Linked DNA regions of Sus scrofa: region 2 is linked to region 1. Evidence: chromatin contacts called from public Hi-C data. All regions are on one chromosome and are shown on one strand. The core of a region is the stretch at or near the end of the contact, and the rest is flanking DNA. Distances in the headings are between cores, read along the strand shown.

Region 1 (5,071 bases), core at 1,502-4,001:
CCTACTAATTTCACCACTTTCTTTTAAAGGGGAAAATACATTTTAAACTATTTTAAAAGCAAGAGAGCACTAGAACATGTGCATTAAAAACAAATAAAAATCTCTTTCCTGCTCTAATATAAAACAATTATTTGCATCAGTGATATAAATAGCTAGAGACTTAACACAAATCAAATTTTGCAAAGTCAACAAAAGTTTAATCAAGTAATTCCTAGGGCAGGAACCTGTCAGATTAAGTATGCTTGCTGGAATAATACTGAATTAGAATTCGTAAATCACTTAAATAAAATGAATATTTTTTAAAATGTTAGATCAATTAATTACATCCCTTTCTAGCCCTGCTATAACAGCAAGCTCTTCTTATACCGCCCTAAACACCCTCACACACATTTACCCCACCACTACATAATGTTTTAACCCATTGATGACAATGTATTAAATATGCAAGCGGATACACATGCAAACACAAATATATTTTGAAGTCTTCATGGCATTTTAGACACAAGTAGCCTGAAATATTAGAAAACAAAAAGATCTTGAAGATAAATGGGAAGAAGTAATTCTGACTTTTACCAAAAAAAAAAAAAAAAAAAAAAAAAAAAGCAAAAAACACAAGGTCATCAGCACTCTTCCAAGTTTCATTAAGTCCCTCTGAAGTAGGTCAGTCTAGTGCTTATTCGTAAAACCTTAGAAGGTGAAGGTAGAAGAAAGAGCTTGGGGCTCTGGCACACATTAATCTTGCCTGAAGCCTAGGAAAGACATGAACCCAATGTTTTCTTTCTAAAAATAATAACATATTTAATACAGCAGTGAGGACAGAAATTTGAACTCTTTCATGGATAGAGACTTAGCATAAAAACTTGTACAACAGAAAATTATATTTAACCATAATTTAATAATTCCATAACAACCACATGGTGTTTTATTTATCAAACTGTGGCTCTCCAATCCCCCGCCCCAGGATGACTACCTGAGTTGTGTTTTCGCACTATCAGGTCCTGAGCCCAACCCTCAGAACTTCTGATCCAGCGACAGTGGAGTGTAGTCCTGGAAATCTGCATTTTGATGATACTCTTTGTACCTTTCATGTAATGAAATTTAAGAATTACTGACTGCTCTGCTATCTTTAGACATGGACTCGAACAACAAAATTCAAATATCAACTCTGCCATACAAATTGCAAAACCTTAGGAAAAATACCTGACCTCCTTAGATTTAAGTTTATTCATTTGGAAAATGAGAAAGGATATCTTATTCATAAAATTGTAGTGATGTTTACATGTATAATGCCGGGAAAACCTTGGTCTTATTGCCTGCTGCCTATTGTGTACTGAATAAGTATGGCCATTATTATTAGTAATCCTATTTCAGTATTTTCAATTAAAGTAAGTATTAAATAAAATCAAATTAGTCTTTGGGAAAACAATTAAAATATAATGAAATAGCTTCTGGTGTAAAACTCTTTGGAAAATACCCAAGGAAAGCTGACATTGTTTCTAAAGCAATTTTGCAAAGTTCTATTAATGACACAATATATGCACAATTGGGTGCTAATGTGCAGAAAATTTCTATTGAATATTCATTTTTTAATTTTCAAAAAAAATTGTCCTTTAAAATCTTTTTTTTTTGTCTTTTTGTCTTTTTTAGGGCTGCATCTGCAGCATATGGAAGTTCCCAAGCAAGGCGTCGAATCCAAGCTGTAGCCGCCAGCCTACACCACAGCCACAGCAACGCCAGATCTAAGCCATATCTGCAACCTACACCACAGCTCACAGCAATGCCAGATCCTTAACCCACTGAGCAAAGCCAGGGATCAAACCCTCAACCTCATGGTTCCTAGTTGGATTTGTTTCCGCTGCACCACGATGGGAACGCCTCCCTTAAAATATTGTTATAGAAATTGTGTATGCTTCTTTTAAATATCTTCATATGCATTTTATTGACCTTTGGCAGAATAATAATTATTTCAACCCTGATTGCTTATCATAACAGCCAAATAAAATTTCATCCACAGTATCCAGACTAAGTTTGACTATACAGACAGATACATCCCCATACTTAAGTGAGGATAAAAAAATCCATGTAACTTTTTTCTGGTTTCCACTGAAATTAAAAGCACAATTATCTACACAGGTTATCCGTAGCATAATAAGGAAGTAATGTATGAAAGTTCTTTAAAATGTTAAGTGAGTCAAATCAGCGTAAGGTATTATTATCACTTCTACCGTTATTACCACTTGTACTGTGAACAGTCATGGCAGCCACAAAGTGCCCTTTGAGTGGGAGACAGTAATAATAACACTGTCATTTTAAGAGCTCACTTGGAACCTGGTGCATACTGAATACTTTATATGCATTATGACATTTAATGTTCTCAACAACAGAATAAGGTTAGTCAAATGCCTATTTTTAATCGAGGAACCTGAAACCTAGAGTGTTTAAGTCCTATTTCCCAAGTGCAGAGCAGGGGCAAAGTCAGACAGGGAATCTCACTTTCTCCTTTCCTCCTGCTGCATCCCCAGGGGCCTAACCAAGTTCTGACGCGAAGTAGAGCTTAATAATAAAGGAACACACTTCAGGTTAAGGTTTTCACTGTCCCCATCTCCCCAGGTGCCTCTTATCTGCAGTGTACCAAGACCTTGTATTAGTTAGGGTTCTCCAGAGAAACACAGCCAACAGGACATAATTATGCAGTTGACCCTTGAACAACACAGGCTAGAACTGCATGGGCCACTTACATGATGAATTTTTTCATTGCTAAATACTGTGGTGTTATGCCATCCATGGCTGGGTGGATCAAAAATGTGGACCTTTGATACCTAGAGCCAAAGAGTGTCGTATGTGGATTTTTGACCCTGTGGAGGGTTTGCGCCCTTAACCCCTGAGTTGATCAAGATCAACTGTACACACAAAGAGAGAGATTTGTTTCAAGGAATTGGTTCACATGATTGTAGAGGCTGGCAAGTCCAAAATCTTCAGGGCATGCCAGCAGTCTGGCAACCTGGAGCAGCTGCAGTTCAATTCTGAGGGCTTCCGCTGGAAGAACACCCCCTTCTTTTAGAGAAGTCTACTGATTGGATAAAGCTCACTACATTTTAGAGAGTTATCAACTTTACACAAAGCTTAACCAATATTGATTTCAACTGAAAAAGGACTTCACTGAAATATCTAGAATGTTTGGCAATGTTTGACATAATTCTGAGCGAAACTGATACACGACTTTAACCATCACAAACTGGTGACAAACCCAGCAGATCAAAGCAATGCCATTCAGTTCCAACCTTAACTCCAATAAGCCACTTGCATTTTGCTTGCGTTTTATGTAGCAATGCTGCATTTTCCAAAATCTAACCAATTTGTGCACCTCAACTTCTACCTTCATTGTCTCATCCCCCCCAAACCTCTTCTTCTACTATTGCTCCTGTAAATACAAAGTCAATTATGATGTTTCTATATTGAAAAGTCCTGCTTTGGTTTCCCATTGTACTCAGTGAAAATCCAAAATCCTTACAAAGTCTCCAAGGCCCTATATGATCTGCCCCCCATTCTACATTTTCTCTTACCTCCCCTACATTTCCCCCCTTTTTCACTTTGTTCCAGCCTCCTGTCTGCCCCCCCCCCCCCCCGCCCCACAGTCCCCAGCTCCCAGGATTTCACCCCATGTACATGCACTGGTTGACCTTCTGCCTAAAACACTCTTACCCCCAATATTCACATGCCTGATTTCTTCACCTTTACAAATCCTTTTTCTCATGGCACCCTCTTCATGAGCGCTACCCCAAACTTGTCTTGAAAAACTGCAATGCCTTCCAATCTCTTTTAGTTTCTTGTGGCTGTTTAACAAATTACTACAAATTTAGACTTTTAAACAATATCTGCTTACTATATCTCGGTTTTGTAGGTCAGAGGTCCGAATGGGTTCAGCTGGGTTCTCCCTCAGAGTCTCAGAAGGTGGAGACCTATAAGGACAAAAGACCAAAAAAAAAAAAAGAATGGTGAAGCCACTCTTGGACTTTCTGCAGGTGGGAGCCAAGAGAGTGGTAATGGGAAAAGAATTTAGGGGTCAAAGAGATTTTGTTTTATTTTATTTTACTATCTTTTAGGGCTGCACCTGCTGCATATGGAGGTTCCCAGGCTAGGGGTCAAATCCAAGCTGTAGCTGTAGACCTACGCCACAGCCACAGCAATGCCAGATCTGAGCTGTGTCTAAGATCTACGCTGGATCCTTAATGCACTGAGCAAGGCAGGGGATGGAACCTACGTCCTCATGGATACTAGTCAGATTCATTTCCTCTGAGCTGAGACAGGAACTCCCCAAGAGATAATTATCATTTTTTTTTTTTAGGGTTGCACCTGGGACAAACGGAAGTTCCCAGGCTAGGGGTTGAATTGAGCTGTACCTGCCTGTCTACACCACAGCCACAGCAACACCAGATCCGAGCCACATCTGTGACCTACACTACAGCTCATGGCAACACCAGATCCTTAACCCACTGAGCGAGGCCAGGATGGAAACTGCGTCCTCATGGATGCTAGTCTCCAGATTTTATTTATTTATTTATTTATTTATTTATTTTGTCTTTTGTTGTTGTTGCTATTTCTTGGGCCGCGGCTCCCGAGGCATATGGAGGTTCCCAGGCTAGGGGTTGAATCGGAGCTGTAGCCACCGGCCTACGCCAGAGCCACAGCAACACGGGATCCGAGCCGCGTCTGCAACCTACACCACAGCTCACGGCAACGCCGGATTCTTAACCCACTGAGCAAGGGCAGGGACCGAACCCGCAACCTCATGGTTCCTAGTCGGATTCGTTAACCACTGCGCCACGACGGGACCTCCCAGATTTTATTTTTAATGGCATGATGATCATATTTTTCTGTTGATCAAAATAACACACAAAAAAGAAAATTTCCACTGATGCTTCAGAAGAGAAAGGATACTTACAGGAGCAAAGTCACTGAGCAATCAGGAGTGGGTAGGGTCTAGTGTGAGAAAGGGCACCTCCCTCCCCCACCCCAGTGGCAGTCAGGGGAGGTGAGACAGATCACGTGGCCACAGGTGGAGGGTGGTGTT
Region 2 (5,071 bases), core at 681-3,180, 140 kb before region 1:
GCTCATAGCCTTTGCTGGATCCTTATCCCACTGAGTGAGGCCAGGGATCGAATCCACATCCTCCTGGATACTAGTCAGGTTCTTAACCCACTGAACCACAGCAGGAATTACAGATACATCATTTAAGAGTGGACTGAGCACTTTGAGTAATCTGAGTACAAAATGCCATTCTAAGCATTAAAAAGACAATAATCTACTGAAAGTAAGACTGTGCCTCTTTGGTGATAATATTGATTGTTTTTTCTCTAGTTGCTAGACTTCAAAGTTGCTCTTTAGGATAAATTCTGGATGCTGTTTCTCTGAGGTATACCTTTTTTGGCAATGGCCAGCAGCAGTGTGATACCATTTATCAGGGTAACAGTCTCAGGTAGAGCTGAGAAAAGGCTGAGGTGAAGGGTTAGCAAGACAGTAGAGGCAGGAGTATGATATTTATGGGCACAATTTAGGGAAGACATTATTTCTCAAGCCCCAGTTGAAGGTAAATATTTCTCCATTCAGTGATCTTATATTCTCCCCACTATATTAGAGAATATTTTTCTGCCGTTGTTGCAAATATTAGTGTTTAATCCAGATTTTACAAAATGTTACTAATGTGCATGTGAAACCTCAGAGTCCAATGACTCATTGTAAGAATTTCCATACCTCTCTCATACACCCGTTCTTTCCCTTTTCTGTAACTTATTCAGATACAAATGTCAAAACAAAATGATTTGAAAATATATCCCTATTTACATGCATTAGTCCCTGGATTAGTATGTCCCAGAGCAGAGGCCCCTTGTTATGATTCTACTTTGGTCTAGTATTATAGTCACATGAAAGTGGGATACTGTATGACATATGAGTATAGAAAGTAAGCATAAAATGTAAACATTAAGATGCAATAGATATGACAAAAAAATAAAAATTCGGTTTGTAAAGCAAGTAAAACTATGCTGACATCTATAAGCTACATGAGTGGTGCAAAGATACTACTTAGTTTTATCACCAGAATCATCATCATTACTGCCACCACCATCATCACTATCATCATCTTTAGAAAATGGGAGCCTTGTTGATTCTATAAATGTGACAGAGTTACCCACAGGAGACTTTCTGATATTAGGATCCAGGCCTTACATTCTTGCCTCAGTGCTGTTAATATATCATGACTCATGGCATTGAGGGTATTCAGTGAAAGTCAGTTAACTTCCTTGGGTCATTTCTTTTTCTGCTTGAATTCATAAAATGGTTGGGACTGAAATAGATGGCTTCTAAGATCTTATCTAACCCCTAAAATATCCTATGGCCCTAAAATAAGAAATTTTGACAGATGTTAGAATATTGCTGACTACATCCTGAGAACTTCTCAACACTGTACTGGGGATACCATCTAATAAATGAAGGAACCAAGAAAAATATCATCTCTAATATTTATTCTGTGTGTGTGTGTGTGTGTGTGTGTGTGTGTGTGTGTGTGGAATAAAGATTAGAATCATTGTCTTTTTTTGTTTGTTTTTTTTGTTTTGGTCTTTTTGCCATTTCTTGGGTTGCTCCTGCGGCATATGGAGGTTCCCAGCCTATGGGTCGAATCAGAGCTGTAGCCACCAGCCTACACCAGAGCCACAGAAACATGGGATCCGAGCTGCGTCTGCAACCTACACCACAGCTCACGGCAACGCCAGATCCTTAACCCACTGAGCAAGGCCAGGGATCAAACCCGCCCCTCATGGTTCCTAGTTTTTCCTAGTTGTTAACCACTGAGCCATGACGGGAACTCCTAGAATTATTCATTTTTGAATAAAAGAATTGATTAAAGTCCACTTCATGTTGTTTTGAAATTTTTCATCCCTTATCTGGAATACCTGATTTCAAAGCAAATATTTAGTCTACACCCACATGTTTCATCACATGCTGACTTTGATCCTAGGCATAGAATAGTAGAATCCTGCAGTTTTAGTCAATGAAGAAAAAACAAAATACCATAACAAAACTACACAGGCAACATGACACAGAGGATGGATTTGTTTCAATCAAAGCTCACTGTGAATTAATGAGATAGTCACAGAAATTGCTATTATAATACTCATTCAAATGAAAGTGACCATCCAACCACCATGTAGGAACATAAAGGGTTGGGTGCTTTCTTAGGAAAAATACACAGTTTCTTCTGGATTAGTCACTGAATGTCCACCCACTTGGATGACTTCCGGAGATCATTTAATTACAGCAAGAAAACTCTTTTATCTGAAACTGAAATAGTTCTAATGATATATATACAGGATGACATAATTCACCATTTCTTACATAAGCACAATTTTAAAGATTCACAGATTTTAATCTTCAAGTTGAAAGGGACCTCAGACCTTAGCCTCGTCTCATTTACCCGGACTCAACTTAGGCACTTTCCCTGCCCCATTCTTGCCAGATAAGAATCGATTTCTCCCATATCATCTGTGGAATATCCTCTGTGGGAATCCATTCGATTTTGTAACATTGCAGCTGCTATTAGCTGGGCATTTTTTTTTTCCTGAATTACACTCAAATGATTTCCTATCATTAATTAAACAAACATTAATCTTACCTCTCAGGCCTTAATCCATATAACCCACCTAAGTGTAAGGTAGTTATCACATTTGGAACAAAGAAATCTCTAAGATAAACATATTTCTCCTTTGGCCTTTTCTCATGATTCTAGATGCTTCTGCATCCTGGTCAACCTCTCCTAATTGACTACTCTGCTCCTCGTTAATAACACCCAACAAAGAACAGACTATGTGATTATGTGATTTGCATTTTGACCAGTGCAGCTTCCCAGGGGCGGGGCGGGGGGGGGGGGAAAATCTTCTTTGAGCTGCTTTTTTGTATTTTCCTTAGTATAAGCTAATACTGCGTAAGACGTTTTTTGTTGATTATTAGAAAAGTATTGGCTAATAGTGAGTTTGAGTGTAATAAAAATCTTACAAAACCCTAAGAGTCAGGGTTCCTTTATATTATTGTTCTTTATTTGATATATGAAATGTAAGAATGTATATTGTAAGTTATCCTTACTTTTATGGTGTAGCTGTGATAAAAAATTACATATTTCCTGATACATTTTTTTTAAACTTAGCAAAAAAAAAAAAAAATGGAGTTCCCATTGGGGTATAGCGGAAATGAATCTGATAGTAACCATGAGGTTGCGGGTTCGATCCCTGGCCTTGTTCAGTGGGTTAAAGGATCCAGCGTTGCCATGAGCTGTGGTGTAGGTTGCAGATGCAGCTTGAATCTTGCATTGCTGTGACTGTGGTGTAGGCCAGCAGCTGTAGCTCCGATTTGACTCCTAGCCTGGGAACTTCCATATGCTGCAGGTGCGGCCCTAAAAAAAAGCAAAAAAGAAATAATAATAATAATAATAATAATAATAATAAAAACTTGATTTACATCATTTCAAAAATTAATTACCCTTCCCATACCTGTTAAATTAGAAAGAAGTTCTCAATCCATGATTATCCAAAACTGATAAAAATATTTACTAAGGTACACTCTGACCCTCACCAAAGGTGCAGTGGATTGGATGTGGTTGAACAATCATTGGCAAAAACACCAAATGTGCTTTCTTGAATCTCTTGAATCCTAAGCAAGAAAACGACAAGGTTTTTTTTTGTTGTTTTTTGGTCTGTACCTTGCTGAAATGAAGATGCACTACCTCCTCTAACATTTTGATCAACTATTGAAATGAAGACATAGATAGCAACAGGCTGTTTAAATTTGCAATAGTGCTGGGAGATTTAACATTCCCTGGGATGGTATCAAGATTTAGAAAGACAGAGTAACATTCAATACTTCTGGTGCCCTAGAATTCTCTAACTGGATAATTAGAGAACAATTTATTCACCATATAAAATAATCGTCTAACACATTTAACATTTACAAATTGAAAAAAGAGTGGCTGCTATGCCTATCACTGACAAATCCCTGACATTTCAAAAAGATGCTGTCTTTTCTATTTAAAAAAAAGCATAGTTTCAAATGACAAGGTATTCAGTCCTTATAAAGCTGAATTTCTTAGGGTTATTTTTCATTTGTATAAATGTATTAAATATGAATCATTCAGTTTCTGAGGAACATTCCAAATATATGTCTATTAACATGACTCATTATTTGTTAGAACATGATTTTCCAAAGTTGCTGTGCTTTGCCCATAACTCTGAGTATCATCCATGACACCATTTAAAATATTTTCAGAAACCTTTTCTATGTACTTTTTTCCCAAGCAATTCTCCCTCTTTGCCTGCTTTTTAATTGGAACTCTGTAGTCACAGACCTATTCAAAATCAGCAGGACTGCAAGAGAAGCTTACTAAAGAGAACTGCCAAATATTTCTATGCAGGTTTTTAAGATTGAACTCAACCTTCATCAGTGCTATAGCCTCGTAAGCGATAAGCCAAAGACAGACAAAATTCATCATTTCCCAGTTGAACAGTGTGAACTGTCTTAAGCAAAGCTATGATGCATATGCTGAAATAAGTAATCAAAATGTAATCTGTAACCCTCCTGTCACTGGATCAAAGTGAAGGAAATAGAATCGCAGCGATTTTAACAACTTATTAAGGCTCACCCTGCTGTGCTCAAACTGCATGAAGAAAACACCATTAACAGTTTATGAGATTTGCATCACATGACACATTTGAAGGACAAACAGTGAGGTGCAGGGATTCTTACGTTCTTGAAAGGATGTGAAGAGCATCTGAAATCGGCTGTTCCGACTGCCCTCATCTGCCCACATGCGGATGACCCCCAGGCCCGTGCGGAGCATGACGTCATTGGCCACGGTGCTACAGAATTTGGCCTTCAGATCCTCCACAGAGCTGCTACCATCATACACGGCCACGAAATTCCTTTTGCATTCATTTGAATTCTGCATCTCATAGTCCAAAAACCGCAAGTAGATCTGTAAAACAACAAAGACACACTAATTTCCCAGAATGAAGATATGGAAGTAGTTCAGAAAGCACCAGGACTTCCTTCTCTTTCTCAGTCTCACAAGACAGTCTTGATTGTAATCAACCTTATTATTTTCCCCCTGTGGATGGTAGAAAGTAAAGATGTACGA

The links. A called contact is a pair of places that touch in the nucleus more often than the background predicts.
Region 2: a contact with region 1 is called in a Hi-C map of liver, with 10 times the contacts expected there. The contact joins two enhancer-like sites. A contact is called at or near these places in 1 of 5 promoter capture datasets (liver) and 3 of 47 Hi-C or Micro-C datasets (all in liver).

What each region holds. Positions count from the first base shown.
Region 1 is chr1:150,647,206-150,652,276 of Sscrofa11.1, reverse strand. No RefSeq gene overlaps it. Among named protein-coding and RNA genes, the nearest start is that of NETO1, 62 kb to the left of the region's middle. Within about 2 kb of position 2,751, at least 1 of the 83 cell types and tissues checked has an H3K27ac peak or open chromatin away from gene starts, as enhancers often do. A contact at or near this core is called in liver, where this site is marked.
Region 2 is chr1:150,783,865-150,788,935 of Sscrofa11.1, reverse strand. NETO1 (neuropilin and tolloid-like protein 1) reads right to left here. Exons shown (of 11, transcript XM_021099207.1): 7 at 4,681-4,909. Among named protein-coding and RNA genes, the nearest start is that of NETO1, 75 kb to the right of the region's middle. Within about 2 kb of position 1,930, at least 1 of the 83 cell types and tissues checked has an H3K27ac peak or open chromatin away from gene starts, as enhancers often do. A contact at or near this core is called in liver, where this site is marked.